Linked DNA regions of Hordeum vulgare: region 2 is linked to region 1. Evidence: chromatin contacts called from public Hi-C data. All regions are on one chromosome and are shown on one strand. The core of a region is the stretch at or near the end of the contact, and the rest is flanking DNA. Distances in the headings are between cores, read along the strand shown.

The links. Hi-C and Micro-C count contacts between places; a contact is called where the count stands out from the background.
Region 2: a Hi-C map of leaf shows a contact between it and region 1, with 4 times the contacts expected there. The contact joins the promoter of LOC123425417 here to the promoter of LOC123424845 in region 1. A contact is called at or near these places in 2 of 6 Hi-C or Micro-C datasets (both in leaf).

The regions. Positions count from the first base shown.
Region 1 is chr2H:53,109,153-53,116,986 of MorexV3_pseudomolecules_assembly, reverse strand. It overlaps LOC123424845 (pre-rRNA-processing protein ESF2-like), which reads right to left and starts at 4,818. Exons shown (of 7, transcript XM_045108541.1): 1 at 4,354-4,818; 2 at 3,580-3,631; 3 at 3,275-3,342; 4 at 2,940-3,029; 5 at 2,716-2,846; 6 at 2,340-2,477; 7 at 1,993-2,251. The coding sequence starts at 4,621. The coding sequence ends at 2,231. It overlaps LOC123429530 (RNA-binding protein 48-like), which reads right to left. Exons shown (of 8, transcript XM_045113557.1): 6 at 7,619-7,688; 7 at 7,211-7,273; 8 at 6,884-7,116. The coding sequence ends at 7,039.
Region 2 is chr2H:53,305,855-53,313,688 of MorexV3_pseudomolecules_assembly, reverse strand. It overlaps LOC123425417, which reads right to left and starts at 3,980. Exons shown (of 1, transcript XM_045109116.1): 1 at 2,706-3,980. The coding sequence starts at 3,980. The coding sequence ends at 2,706. LOC123424847 (serine/threonine-protein kinase SAPK4-like) reads left to right here and starts at 4,640. Exons shown (of 6, transcript XM_045108545.1): 1 at 4,640-4,851; 2 at 6,692-6,793; 3 at 6,898-6,951; 4 at 7,112-7,204; 5 at 7,381-7,473. The coding sequence starts at 6,725.

The DNA.
Region 1 (7,834 bases), core at 3,569-6,068:
ATTAATTTTTCTATATGTGCTACATGATGGTTTAATTATCACTCATTGAACACCCATTATTTTTTATCTAGGCTTATGACCCATGAAAATTATCGTCACTATTTATTTTAACTCTCAAACAAATATAAATGAAGAATGAGAGCATATTATTTCTATAAAATTTACACGCCACCGTGCTCAACAAGATATAAGTGAAGTACTAGAGCAACTGCTAAGCTTAAAAGATATAAGTGAAGCACATGGAGTATTTTAATAAATTTTAATGATGTGGTATCTCTCTTAAATATGTGTGTCCAACAAACATTGATTGTGGCAAAGTGAAAGCAAAAGCAAACCAAAGCAAACAACGCTTCAAGCAAAACTCATATCATGTGATGAATAAAAATGTAGCTTTAAATGACATACCGATGAATTGAGACGAAAGAGGGAATGCCTTCCGGGGCATCCCCAAGTTAAGACGCTCGAGTCTTCCTAGAATATTACTTTGGGATGCCTTGGGCATCTCCAATCTTAGGCTTTTGCTACTCCTCAATCGTTAGTCCATCGAGTTAATAGCCAAAACTTAAAAACTTCAATCACATAAAACTCAACAAAACTTCTTGAGATCTGTTAGTATAAGCAACATATCAAATACTTTCAGGTACTGTTATAAGTTGATTCTTATTTTACTTTATCATAAGGTACTGTATTCTAACTTCTCCATAGCTTATACCCCCTGATACAATCCATAGCATCATCAAGACAAGCAAATTATGCAGGAAAAATAAAATCTGATTGAAACATAACAGTTTGTAGTAATCTGTAATGAATCTATACTTCTGTAATTTCACAAATTCTAAAAAAACAGGACGGCCTGAGGAATTTGTTCAGAAATACTGTGTAAAAAATCAGCTTAAAAAGACGTTTCAGTAAAATCAAAGAAATTCTGCACTGGACGTTAAATTTTCTGTTTTTACACCGTATCAATTCTACTTATCATGCAAATCATCCCAAAGGCTTTACTTGGCACAAACACTAACTAAAACATAAAAACACAATCATTATAGTGGCAATAATCATATTTTCACAAACAAACAGAAAGTAGAAGGCAAAAATAAAGATAACTATTGGGTTGCCTTCCAACAAAAGTTATTGTTTTATGCCCCTAGCTAGGCATATTGTATAGTTTCAAATGTTGTCATCTTTGCTCATAAGGGTTGCAATCTCCTTCATTACCTGGTTTTCCCTAACGCAAAGAACAACAAGCTTTTGTCCTTTTGGTATCAAGCCTCCTACTGTGTAGCATGACGTTCTCGTGGATCTTAGAGATAGAATTGAACAACCCTCTAAAATTAGACTCCATACTAGTTCTAGCTTCTTTTATTAGCTCAGTTTTGGCAATGGCAAACTAGTATGACAGATTCAATGGTTTCTATTTTAGGTTGTCCAAATATATTTTTCATCTTATCATAGGTGTCAATAGCATTGTTTTCAAGAAAATCTTTTTCGAACATAGAATCCAAGACACGTCTGTGGGAAAGGATAGACCAACATAAAAACTTCTGAGAAGCAATTTAATATGACTCTTACGATTAGCTCTAGCTTGTATTCTTAATAATCTATCCCAACCTTCTTTGAGTGACTCATCACCTACTTGCTTAAAGTGCAAGATTAGGGAACCCTCTCCAAAGTAAGGAGGAAGGGGCATATCTGAAGAGGAGGTAGCCATGGCTAGTAACAAGCAAAGTCAAACAAACTAGAGAACGAAGATGCGATCTCATGACAAGCTAAGCAAGCAAAGGTAATTATTTTTGTATTTTCATTCTTTTATGATACAAACTAAATATACCAGCAAATAAAAAAAAAGGGACAAGTGAATGAAAACTTGTGTGAAGTTACTTGGTGATTACAGTCTTACCTCGCTAAAAATGGAAATAGAAATAAAAACTGTCTACAACATTGCAGCAAACTGTAACACCCCATGAGAATCACAACAGAACGAGATATGGCCAATACAGGGTAATATTACTTCACTCTTTCAAATTAACAATAGTGTACATCCATCCCAGTATTACAGCAGAAGCAATACATATTTGGCAATCCGCAATCACCAAACGACCAAACCATTCACCGTCCATTACAAAAAATGACAGCCTAATCTACAAAGGTGGGGCAGATGGTGAAGACAGCAATTATCCTGTGCTAGAACATTCAGTTTGCAATGCTCCAATCCACCGGGAATCAAAATCGATCATGATGAACTACCGAATACCTGCAAGTGTGATGAAAGCAGGTCAAATGACTAGCTAGCTAACATAAAAAACACAACCAGATAAACTGCCAGAGGGCTGCACACTTACTCCGGCCAGAATATTTTTTGAGAGCTTTGCCTTTTTATTAGGGCCTCTCTCCTCAACTGCTCTATTCTGTCGAGGAATTGGACAATCCTTATTCGTCTCACCAACATCATTGGATTCTTTTCCTTCAGTCTTTTGCTTCTGTTTCAAGGATGTCACCAACGTATATAGAGATTTTAGTAATGAAACTTGCAGTCAACTGCAAAATAGGGGAGAAAATATCCAGTGTTCGGGCTAGCTTGTAACTGAAATGTTTTTCCTACTATAACCAAACCATGTATCACCAAGTGTCTGGTAATCATAAATAAAGATGACACGGGACAGAAAGAAAATCCCCAGTGAATTATGCTAGCAGAAGTATGTTAAAAATAGAACATACCTTTTTTATGCGCTCACGAATAAATTTCTGTGTACGAGACTTTTCAGCATTAGAGAGATAATGATCACGTTGTTTCTTTGCAGCTGTTATCTCCAATGTTAATTTCTGTTCCCTGATATGAGTCTTCTCAGCTGCATTAAACTCCAAGGATTAGACTACCTACAAATCAGTTCACATTACTGACAAGTTTATAGCTACTTTACAATTTTGTACTTGAGGCATACCTATTTCACCAACCAGATCATCCCATTTGAACTTCCTGAGATACTTTATGTTCCAGATGTCATAATAAAATGACGACCTCTTCTTCCCACCTAATAAAATACATCGGTCATCAATAATTGTCAGACGAGAATAATTGAGCTCTCTAGCACACATTGTATAGCTCTTCAAACATGACAGAGCCGACAAAAGCAACCCTTTTGAGGCCAAAAATTGAGGGTTTTGAGGGTCAGGCAATAAAAAGGAAGAACAGATCATCCATGTTCAGTACATCTAATGTAAACCAGCGGTAACATAGAAAGAATAAAACACATTAAACACAGAGCCGAGAACACACCTATTTGTTCACCATTAAGCAAATTAGCCACCCTCTTGGCGACACTTTTCTTTGCAAACTCAACCCACCTACAAAGATTTTAGGAACATTATTAAGGCCATACAAGTAACAAATAGAACAATAAAAATATGTCAAAATTGTGAAATACTAGACATCATCTACCATATGTTTACATGATTACTCCAGAAATACAATAAGTAGACAATGGTAAGTATTGCTCCATGTTTGACTTTCAGCATAAAACCGAAAAATGGGATCTAGCAAGTCTCTCCAAAGCAGCTCATCTATGTACTTTCATAACATACCCTTCGGAGTAAGCCTTCGCTTTTACGTTACTATGCTTTCGATGACCTTGACCTGGAGGGAAGAGATGACATTAGTACATAACAGTTAAGAAGTTGGGCTCTTTTCATTTACAAATATGTAAGCATTTTAAAGAGCAGCAGAGCACTTCACATTCTAAGGCGTATAATCGTGAGGGACGGGAAAAACAACTCACTGTCGCTGCACGTAATACTGCCGCAGCAACATGTGCAATCAGCATGTAAAACATGATTATCATTTGATGACATGTTCTGTTTGGATTTTCCCCTCCCCCTAGAAGAAATGAAGAATGCTTTCACAAATACAAGCAAGACAAACAAACAAGATTATCATTCGATGACATGTTCTGTTTGAATTTCCCCCTCCCCCTAGAAGAAATGAAGAATGCTTTCACAAATACAAGCAAGACAAACAAACCCAGAACTCCGTGAACAGCCTTCTGCCACCGAAATACAGCCTTGTTACACGCGTTGAGGCATGCTATTTGCAGCAGAAGCTCTGCACGGGGATTACACGCATCACCCTTGATTATCCAAGGGAGACTTGAACATCAGATAAATATGGTTTGTTCTCTCCGGTTTTCCTAGGCTAGCTAATAACATCACTGCGTTGCCCTCTGCATATTCGCACGAAAAGAAAGAAAGAGTAGGGCTTTCAGCTTATTGTGTTCCTCAAATGAACGCTTAGCTTTGGTACCGTATCATCACAAATTAGTAAAAGCATAAAAACAATTCAGTTCATGACGGGGGGATTACCTTCGGGGACGAGGTAGATCCTCTGCACCTCGCCGTACTTGGAGAAGATCTGGCGGACGTGCGACGGGTTCATGTGGGGAGGGACGCGGCTGAGGTAGCACACCCCGCGCTTGCTGAAGCCGCCCAGGCTCTTCTTGTTCAGAGGCCGCTTCCTCTTCTTTCCTGCCCCTCCAACCTCCTCGCCTTCGCTCCCGGTGCCTCCTTCCTCCTCTCCGACCACGTCTTCCTCTTCGTCGGCGTGGTACTCCTTCTCGGTGGTCTCTGCCATGGGTGGCGGTCGCGGGCGGGTTGAAGGTCGCCCACTGGGTGGTGGAGGCGTTTGTGGCGGCGGCCTGAACGTCGGCGAGTGCGTCGCTCGTCGGGGCAAGGGGCTCGCTGGCGGCGGTGGTGGAACTAACGGCGGCACGCTAGGTTTGCGGGCGCTGGAAGGCTGGGCCGGATGAGACAAGAGGAAGGAGAGGCTCCTGCCCGCTGGGGGGGGGGGGGGGGGGGGGGGGATTGACTTCTCTCCTACGAGGTGGGCCTCCATAGAGGGACATGGGCTGGGCTTTAGCCTCGGCTGCTTGGAGCATATTTTTTTCTGTTAGCTCTCAGGTCATGTCCCTAAAAAAAGCTCTTAGGTCATGGATTTGTTACCACTCAAAAAAAAAGGGTCATGGATTTGTTTAAAAAAAAACACCCTATGAACACATGCACGTAACTCTGCCCTTATGAACGAACACCTCCAAGGGAATAGGCCAGCAAAACTTAAGATGGATGAAGTCGCCACAAGCACCTTGTAGTTGACGGGCACATTGTACCAATGAATGAATAGCAGGGAAGAAGCCGAAATAAATTCAGAAAATATGTCAACATTTGGTCCCTATCCAACGGCACGGGTAAGAAACCTCCTCTTTAGGGGAAAAAGTCCAATTTCAATCTCGAATTTGTATTGATCGGACGGAATAAACCCTCAACTCGAAATCCCGGTCGATTGCACCCTAAACTATGCAATCCCGGTCTAAATCAAACTCTCGCACCATGTCAACCGGGATTCATTTTTTGGGCCGGCCCGTTTTAAAATCACGAACATATTTAATATTTTTAGAACATATTTCAAAACGGACAACACATTTCCAAACAAATAATTTTTTCCCTGAAACATGAACATTTTTTATAATATGTGAACCATTTTATAAAATCTCTCAAAAATAGAAAACGTGAATTTTTTCAAAATCGGAACATTTTTCAAATTCGAAAATATTTTTTGGATGCGCGAACATTTTTTCTTGTAGTTGCGGAGTGATGCATGCATTTGTTCTTGTAGTTGTGAGTATATTAAGACTGTAGCTTAAGCTCTACCTGGTCAGCATTTTTTTAAATTTGTTAATCATTTTCAAAAATGACGAACCTTTTTTCAAATATTTCTTACAGTGTGTTGGGACAAATCCGGTCCGGCGATGAACCCGAATAGCCTACAGGTACGCATAATACACACCATGACAATCCACACATACACGTACATGCACACGTAATATACAATAAATATTTTAACAACACACAATGAACTCTATATAATATAAGTGAAAATAAACAGTAAAAAAAGGAAAGAAGAAAAAAATGTATATGATTTATTAATATTTTTAACATGTATTCTAAAAAAATGTTAATCATATGTTAAAAACCATTTTAAGGTGCTTCCTACGTGCTATAAAATAACCTGTGGACTTCACAATGTTTATGAAAATCCCTGAATTTAAATTTTGAAAATCCATTTACTTGTTTTCAAAATCGTTGAACTTTTTTTATATCAGTGGTTATTTCTTTAAAATTCATGAACTTTTTTTCTTACTTTTTTTAATTCCGTAAATATTGTGATATCCGATAGCGAGATGGGCCTGACTGGTCTGGCCCGGTCTTTTCCGCGCGTGCGCAGCTCAATCCCGGTCAAGTCAGCAATCCCAGTTTGCCAAAAGAATCCAGGGTTCTTTTTAGACCAGGATTACATAGTTCAGGGTGCAATCGACAGGGATTTCGAGTTGGAGATTCATTTCGTCGAACCTCTACAAATTCAGGGTTCAAAATGGACTTTTTCCCTCTTTGGGTGGCTGCAGGTGAGACCGCTATGAAATGAAATGCAGTGCCCGGCGCATCGGTGCATCCTCATATTGTCCTTGCATTTGGTCCCGAGGGGTGTTGGTCAGTCCAGGCGTATAAAGACCAAATGAGCGGTATGGTTAGGTCAACTGTTTTGACGGGATTAACTGGACGGACGTTTAGGGAGAAAGTAGGAGTCTCATTGTAGATGCTCTAAGCTAGGCTTACTTCGTCCCATGTTATGGATGTTGGAAAACCATTTTTGTAATTTCGTTGTTTCCAATCCAAGATGAAACTGAACAATCAAAATTAATTAGGTTTAGCATGCCTCCAGCGGTAAAAAGGAACATGCTTCCTCGACCACATCGTCGTTGCTTCGTTATTTTTCAGTGGTTTTTTCTTTCTTTTTTACAAACATCGAGTATGAGGAACTAAAGTTCAAAGTTGTATCAGGTAAGAAATTGCCAATCATTTTTTGCATAAAGAGAAAAGACACAACAATCTCAGCTGGCCAGTTCTAAGAATCAAGTAGGGCGATTCACAAAACGAAGGCTACAAAGTGGAGTAAACCACATAACTCCTACCGCGTGCTCCGCGCCATCCAGTGAGTCAAATGCGCCTACGACCATCGACCCTTGGTTTCTTGGATGTAGCCACAGCATTGGAACCATCACTACCGGACTGTACCTGTTATTTCGAAAAATGGAACTCTTCTTAGCTTATCCATGTGTGGCTGTTCCATGTTAAGCGATAGATAACAGCAGCACATATATACTTTTACCTTATCAAGCTTCTGCCTCACAAGATTTACAGTTGCATTCATCGACTCGGATGGGAAATAGTCCTGCGATCAAAAGGCATATCCACCACAAATTGATCAAAAGGCATTTCATGAAAGGAAAGAAAATCATAAGCCATGAAATCGCAAAAAGGGGTTTGAGATTGCACATGCAGGATATCCACGACTCCAAATAGTTACAGACTTTGCCCTCGCCAGAGTACTTAGCATGAGCAAGTGCACTAATGCTGGCTTTCCAACTGTAATGCATCTTAGTTGACCAAAGTTTCTCCCATGCTTTTCTAAAAATAAATTTCCTTAAAGCATGATCTAGCATGCTTACAATATAACCCAATTTCCATCAATGAACAACTTGATTTTCAGCCTAAAAGTTGCATTACTACCACATACCTTATTAGAGGACACATGGCTGAAACGAACATCTTCGAAATGAGAAGCATGAAGTGTCTTTGTGTAGTCCCTGAATATGATAAGATAAATCTTTAGAGGAGCAGTCACCTAAGTGTTTACCTTTTTTCTCAGAGAGCAGTCACATTGTATTCTTCTGGACTTTTAGCTTTTTATTAGGTAAGCAGTGTAGTTCTGTTTACAAATCCTCCGTGAAAA
Region 2 (7,834 bases), core at 2,731-5,230, 200 kb before region 1:
AGGCAGGGCGCGGCGCCGCTGCTCGGGCGACGGGGTGCTCGCGGGCGAGGACGAAGAGCGTGGTTGCGGGGGCTCTCGATCGGGGCCCAGAATGACTTCTCGGGGCCGGATCTGGGCCTGGTAGGGCCAACGGCGTTGGTGGAGGCCGGGTCGACAGGGAGGCCACGTGGCGACGCTAGAATGGTCGCGTGCAGCGGCTTGCTGCGGCAGAGCTCGATAGGGCTGGCCAAGTGGCAGACAGGGGCTAGCGATGGCGGATTTGGAGGGGATTGTGGCGGCTAGTGGCTGGGTGGCACCGAAAACGAGGAGGAGGGGGTCAGGGGCAAAATTGATAAATTTAACTAAGGATTCAAAGAATTTCATAAACTAAATTACGTTTGAAAAAATTTCACCCAGCTGATCCTTTTGTGTGGCCAAGACAGTCAGGCGTCACACTACACTGTGTGACGTCTTTGTCTTAGGCGCCACACAGTATAGTGTGGCGCATATGCCTTATGCGTCACACTAGGTCTCAAGCGCCACACAACGTAGTGTCGGACGTCACACAGTGTAGTGTGGCGTCTAAGACAAAGACGTCATACAAAAAGGTCAGCTGGATGAATTTTTTTCAAACGTAGTACAGTTTGTGAAATCCTTTGACTTCTAGATCAAATTTGTCAATTTTGACGGGGTCAGGAGCCAAATGTGCACGGAGGACCTTCCTTTTATAACTAGGGGCTAGGGTTTTGAGGGTTTGGGGTGTTTTTTTACCCTATGATCGCCGCGATACGATGGCTCCGATCGAAGGGAAGGCTAGTGGTTGTGTAGGAGTGGTTGGGCCAAGAGGAGAGGGAAGTTTGCGGCCCGACAACGTTTTAAACACCGAAAACATCCGACCAATAAACCGACTATAGTGCTGCTATACATTTAACGGTTCGGTTAAGGGACTTCGACTTCGACGAAATTTGGCAGGCGGTCAACGTACAATAAAATAAGACCGCACGCCAACTTTCAAGGCAATTCGAGAAAGTTTCATACACAGTTTTCAAAAAAATAATATTATGACGATGTCGCGGGCGTGTGCGTGTGTGGTTGGTCTCTAAACGGACGACGACAAAAAAAAGAGAATCGGCAACTAACATTGGATGGAAGTTTTGAAAAATGACGGCAATTAGTGCCGATGCAATGGGAATGATGCGATTATGAATGCGACAACCTATTAAATCACACGGCAACAATGTAATGAAAAGGAATCTTCTGGAGTGTCGCTTCCGGGCTGTTACACCAAGCTAGAAAAAAGAAAAAATAGTACACACTTTCTCCCACTCCTCTCTTTGACTTACTAGTGGGCCCAACCAAAATAAATATAAATAAAAAACTTTCTTTCTCATAATATCTCCCTCCCTGACATGTGGGCCAAGGGACCCAGCGTTAGGGCTAACACTGGTCCACGCAGGAACTCATCCCCGGTCCTGAATGGTTGCGCTCGTTGGTGGCTCGCCCTCAGCTCAGAGAATGTGTCCGGAGTCGGAGGGCGCGAGGCGCAGGGAAGCTACGGGAGGCACTCCAAGCACACTGGGGCGCGTCAGGTGTAGGTTGGCACGTGCACGACCTATCTAGTCGAACTCGGTCATGGAGGCCGACTTCGGGCAAGGTGCTTCGGGCATGAAATCGAGTAGGAGAAGAGGGGATTCGGGTCGTAAGGTCATGAAGAAGACGACAGGGTGGTCGGGGTGTTCTACAGTTGGTCGGAGCGGTCGAATTTAGGAGACGAAGAGTGATGGTCGTCGTGTAGGTTAGGGTTCTGAGCATCTATGTGCAGCCCCCTCCCAAATTAACCATGTGGGGCGGAAGATAGGCGACTAGCGATTCAATTGGACATGGTCTTCAGGCTCGAGCTGGTGCCGAGCAATGGTGCCCTCCGTGCAAGCCGCAACCTAAACCAGGGCAAGGGAGCAGCGATTCACCTTGAGGAATTTAGCAAGAGGAGAGAGGAGAGAGAGAGAGAGCGCATACGAGAGAGAGAGAGGTTGAAGGGGGGTCAAAGTTGTGAGCACCTCACCCCGGTGAGCCCCGGCGGCCATCGTACGTGTGAGAGAGAGAGAACCAGTGAGGAAGAGAGTGCTTTTTCCTTCTATTTTTGTGGGACCCACATGTTAGTGAGATAAGGAGGCAAAGGCAAAATGTCCAGCAAACTTTGAGATAGCTGTCAAAGCACGTTGATCGGACGATAGTGGGAAAGGGCATTTTTATAAGTGCACCTAACGGCAGAGTGGTAAAAGACCTTTTTTTTTTACTATACACCAACCAGGCGGGCGTTTCGGGAAGAAGTAGTGGGTCCTGCTGTAGGTACTCTCTAAGATTCAAGACCAAGACCTCTGTCCCAATTCAGCAATGCTACACATACATAAGTTTACATAGGTTTTACAAAGAGGTGGATTTTGATTGAAAGAATCCTAGTCAGCGTGTAACCTTGTGTAACTCTTTGTATGTCTAGCATTTTTGCTCCCAATTGAATCATCTTATGTTTGAAACAAAAACAAACCGCAAAAGGAAAAACAGAGAACTATAAGAGGAAACAAACTGAGAATTACAAGTAGTAGAATAAACTTGCAGCATTCTCTTTAGAAATTTCTGGCGTGTACATATAGTAAAACCCAGATCACGAACCACCACCATTACTAACGAACTAGATGATTTTTTGGTACAAAAGGAAGAACTCCAAACTAATTATCTAAAGGAAAACTTATCTCTGTGAGATTTGGTGTAATCCATATGGGGGCCGGACAGTTGGACCAAAGCTGAGGAGACACAAGTTCCTCCCTGCTGTTATTATCCAAGTTGAGGATTCCCAGATCACGGCGCTTATTCTGAAGTCCCATTGTCCAAATTTTGTTATCGTCAGTAAAGTAGGCATGGTTCGCCTTGAGAGCTGGGTATTCTTCAGTACTAAGACAAAGTGACTGATTATGCCCAAGAAACAAGGCATGGCCGTGCAAGCAACTGGTTGGCTCGAGTACGTTCATTGCGGCATCAACTTTATATACTCTAATTTTGCGGGTAATCCAAAACACAGTTGTATTGGGCGTAGATTCTAAATCATAATAGTTAAATTTTCTCCAAACCTGCAGAAGGTCACCGCATGGAGCTTGTATGATATACGTACTAAGATATCTTAAAGTCATTGGTTCCTCCATAATCATCTTCATGGTGGCCACAGGTGCATGGCTTGTAAGATGGAAGCCATGGATTTGTCCCTTGAAAGTCACTGCATACATGACGCCGTCCTTATACATGCAGTCGGCATAGGATGTGTGAGGTGGCATTGGCAACCAGGTCCAGCTGTCAGCCCCTACCCTTGCAACGGAGAGCTGGCAAGACGGGTTGTGAATTAGCACCACAATGTATCCTTCTCCTCCTCCTCCTCCTCCTCCTTGTGAGGATGATGCATCATCAGAAAGAGAAAACACAAAAGCCTTGTGATGGAGTTGGTGCCGCAGCTCGCTAAGAGGACGGTCTGATGGCGGCTCGAGAACATGATTTGAGTATCTATACATGCGGAGGACGCCAGAGCCATCGTATATGGGTTTCACCTGCTTGATGGTGATCACCGACGGCAGGGCAATCTGTTGACCGGTGATGGGATTGAGAAGGTGCATCTCGGACTTGTCATCGACCGTAACCAGCAAGCCCTGAGGGGAGGAGCCAATCAGAGTTCTGGTGCGGATAGGCGGGTCCGGGAGAGCTAGCCTGTACACCTTCTTCTCCACGAGGCTGTAGAGACGCGCGGTGTTCTCGGCGTCGGACTCAGAGGTGTAGAACAGACATGGCGTCTGGGAGTGCTTGTACAGCCCGTGGTTGCGCAGGGTTTGGTAGGCGGAGCGCCAGGAGGCGCACACGGAGCCGGCACGCACCAGGTCGGGGATTTCGAACGTGGTGAAGATGTCCATCAAGATGTCCTGCGGCAGATCCGGCGTCGTCTGGATCCTCCCGTCCTCCATCGCCAAGGGGAGACGTACGGTTCCTTTCTTGGCAGTAGTATATATCTCCCCTAGTAATAAAGCGCGAAGCGCTTCTGCCGTCCGTCGTGGCAATTTTGCAGAAAACCCTCTATGTTTATTGGTATTCAACCCGCAGTCCTCTGATAAGTTAATCAAATCGTTACAGGCAAGAGAAAAGAAAAAAAAACGCACGGTGACCTTGCCTTGCATCTCCACCTCCGACGCATCTCCACCTATCGCGCGCCACCGGCCCCCGCCGCAGTCCCCATCCCCGCCACATGCCGCCGCAACCGTCCCCTGCCGGACCCCGCTGCAGCCGGCCCATGCCGCGGGGGGAGAGGCTTTCCCGTCCGTCTGCCCCTCCTAGGGCCCGATGCACCCGAGGTCGCGAGCCGCCGCCCCCGCCGTCGCCGTCATCGGGAGGACGATACCGCCGACGGTCCCCGCCGCCCTTGCCGCCGCCCTCCCCGCGGCCGCACCACCACCACCAGCGCCGGGCCCGCGACCCGCTGCCCCCGCCAAGGCGCAGCAGCCCCGAACGGCCGCCGCCCTCGCGCCGATTGGATGAGAAGCCCCTCCCGCCGCCAGCGGCCGCGCTCGTCGCCTGCGCCGAGCGGCGCTGGCGCACCGACGTGCTCCTCGAGGCCGGCCGCCTGGCCGCCCACGACGTGGTCGCGCAGGGCGTCCTCCCCGAGCACGTTCAGCACGCCCGGGAAGACCCCCAGCCCCAAACAGCACCACGTTCTCCACGCCAGGGACGACCCCAAGCACCTCAACCCCATCCCCAGCCCCCGCCCCGAGATCTCCGCCCCCGCCGGCTACGCGATTGGAACTGAACTTCAAGTGACAGGTGAAATGGAGGCTCCGCAAAGTAAGTAGGAATCTGAACCTCCGATTTACAAGCATTTGCTCGCTGTTCTGGTAGTTCTTATCTAAATCATGCATGCCAGGCAATCTTTTAATCCTGAGCTGAATAATTACGTCCAAAGATAGGTTCCATCGAGGAATTGAGAACCTGATGTACCACATTGTGTGCAATACCATTTAGCATCCTGGATATATGATAAACAGATGGCTGCAACTGAATGGAGATGGAGAAAAATTCTGCTAGCGAGCGCCTGACTGTCCAATGTACATCGTCAGAGTCGAGTCTTCTACTTGCAGCAGCTTTGGCTAGAGGCAAACACTCAGTGAGAAAAGTGGCTTGCTTGAGCTGAAATATCCGTGCTGACTGAAGAAAGGAATTAATAATAGGAGTCGATGCCTAAATCTGAATCTGCTGTCCAAATTTTCCATCTGGAATATCTATAAACTCAGAGAGCCAATGAGCATGGACATGGTGATCAACATCCCGAGAGCGAGCAAATGCTTTTAAACAATGAGGAAGCAATGCTAAAGCAAGATGCCGAGGAGCAGGTGGAGAATGAGCAGTTGCTACCTCATCCTGCTACAGACGTTAATCACCGGATTAAGGAGGAGCAAATGCTTCTAGATGATGTTACAGTTGTGCATGACTTGGATTATTGTGATCTGAATAGATCCGACGGTGTTTGTTGTTTTTGTTGATATAGGCCAAGGCAAATGACTACCGTTCTAGGATCTCTGGCAGCTAGGAGGACGCAAGATGCTGATGGCAGCAGCAGCCTCAACTATAATAGGAAAAAGAAGCGAAGAAAGAATAATTTTCCATCTAATGCTGACTTGAATGGGAAAGAAATATTTGATGATAATGTCACTAATGTTGACAGGCAATCGGTTCCATCTGATGTATTTGGCAAAGTAGACATCCAAGAGGAAGCTAAAACTCTAGATATAGGTGATCGGGACAATATCAGTGCAGAAGTTACAGATACTGTTGGTCAGAATCAACCTTGTTATTATGTGAAGCTTTCTTTCCCTGATGCAGTTTTTTCGATTTTGAGAAGTTGAGGGATGCTAATCTGTTTGCAATTGGTCAGATCTGGGCCCTTTTTGATAACCTTGATGGCATGCCAAGATATTATGCTAAAATAAAAGGTTTTGATGCCTCCAACTTTAAAGTTCATCTCACTTGGCTGGAGCGCATTGCAATGAATGAAGCAGAGGAGAAATGGTCTGATGAAGAACTGCCCGTTGCTTGTGCAAGCTTTAGCTTAGGAACAACAGATATATCGCAAGACAGACTCATGTTTTTAAATATTGTTTCATGGAAGGCAAACGGAGGAAATATGAAGTACATCCCAGTAAGGGTGTGGTATAGGCTCTTTATAAGGGATAGAACATGCAGTGGGGACCAGATGCAGATAATCATAGATCCTATGAATATGAAGTCGTGAAAGTCCTGTCAATTTTTTCAGTTAGTGCTGGCGTTACTGTTGTCCCATTAGTCAGGATTGAAGGCTTTGTCAGTTTATTTGCGACCGTTAAGGAGAAATCTGACATTGTGGTGGCACCAAGTGAGCTACTTCCTTTTTCTCACCGTGTTCCGTTTTATAGGACAAATGGGAATGAAAAAGTGGCAACAGCAATGCCAAGGTGTTGTCATGCCACGTTCCCTTTGTGTTTAATCTGCTGCACTGCTACTGGACGGGAACATTTTTTCATTAGAGTCTAGACGGTGGCGTGGATAACTGTCGGGGCAAAAATTTCGATTATTCTGCACTACTTCGGCACCAAGGTGTTTCCTTTCCTATGTGAAACTGACAATCGCGAGTGCTTGAAAAATTCGACAGGTGATCCTCACACCGACGCATCTTGCAATTGTGATGGAGTACGCGGCCGGCGGCGAGCTCTTTGATCGAATAGTTGATCGTGGGCGGTTCAGCGAGGACGAGGTCACGATTTACAACCCTTCTTTCTATCTTCTTTGCCCAGCACAAGTTCGAAATCCAGAGTGAAATTTACTGTTGAGCGTTCTCCCCCCCTCTGATTGCTGCAGGCCACATATTTCTTCCAGCAGCTGATCTGCGGCGTAAGCTACTGCCATCACATGGTATGGAGAAGCAATAAATTACTCTCATACTAGCTGGACATCAAGCAAGTTACAGTTCACATCTTTCTTTGAGTAGAAGGTCCCAACGCTGATTTTTCAAATAAATGTGAGTGGGACCTGAAAATATGTTAAATGTTGCAATCACTTTACTGCTTGCCAGCAAATATGCCATAGGAATTTGAAGCTAGAGAATGTTCTCTTGGATGGCAGCCCAGCTCCGCGGTTCAAGATATGCGATTTTGGGTACTCCAAGGTTGGTTGTCGAATCTCATTATAGTTTCTTTTTCCTGAGCAATTTTTGTTAACAACAAATCTGATAGGAGTGTGGGCACATGCACTATAAATCCTGTCATGTTTCTGCAAGTCTGCATAAGAATAATTGGTTGCTGTTTACTGCTAATCATTGTACCCTTTGCCATTTTGTGAAAGTCATCGGTACTACATTCAAGGCCCAAGTCTGCAGTGGGTACACCAGCATACATTGCACTGGACGTTCTTTGTCGCCAGGAATATGATGGGAAGGTGACCTAAAAGAAACCCTTCTTTATATATGATGTGCGTTTTTATGTTTCTGAAATTTGTAAGCACATCTTCTGAGAGCACACCCCTTATGTTCTTCGTCTTGGCATTGTGTATGGATAGATTCACTCATCTTGCTACAACCATGACATGCACAAAAATACATGATGCAGACATGCTGCATTACTTAAAAGAATGAGTTGCCACGCAAAACAAACCTGAAAGTGTTGTTTGGTTGAGCACCATATTTGGGAGTAGAAGTTGTACTAACTCTTTAGGTGATGTTGACTGAAGTTCTACATGAAAAATTATACAAGACCGTGATAGGATATGGTACAGGATGTGCTTGAGTTTATGGTTTTGA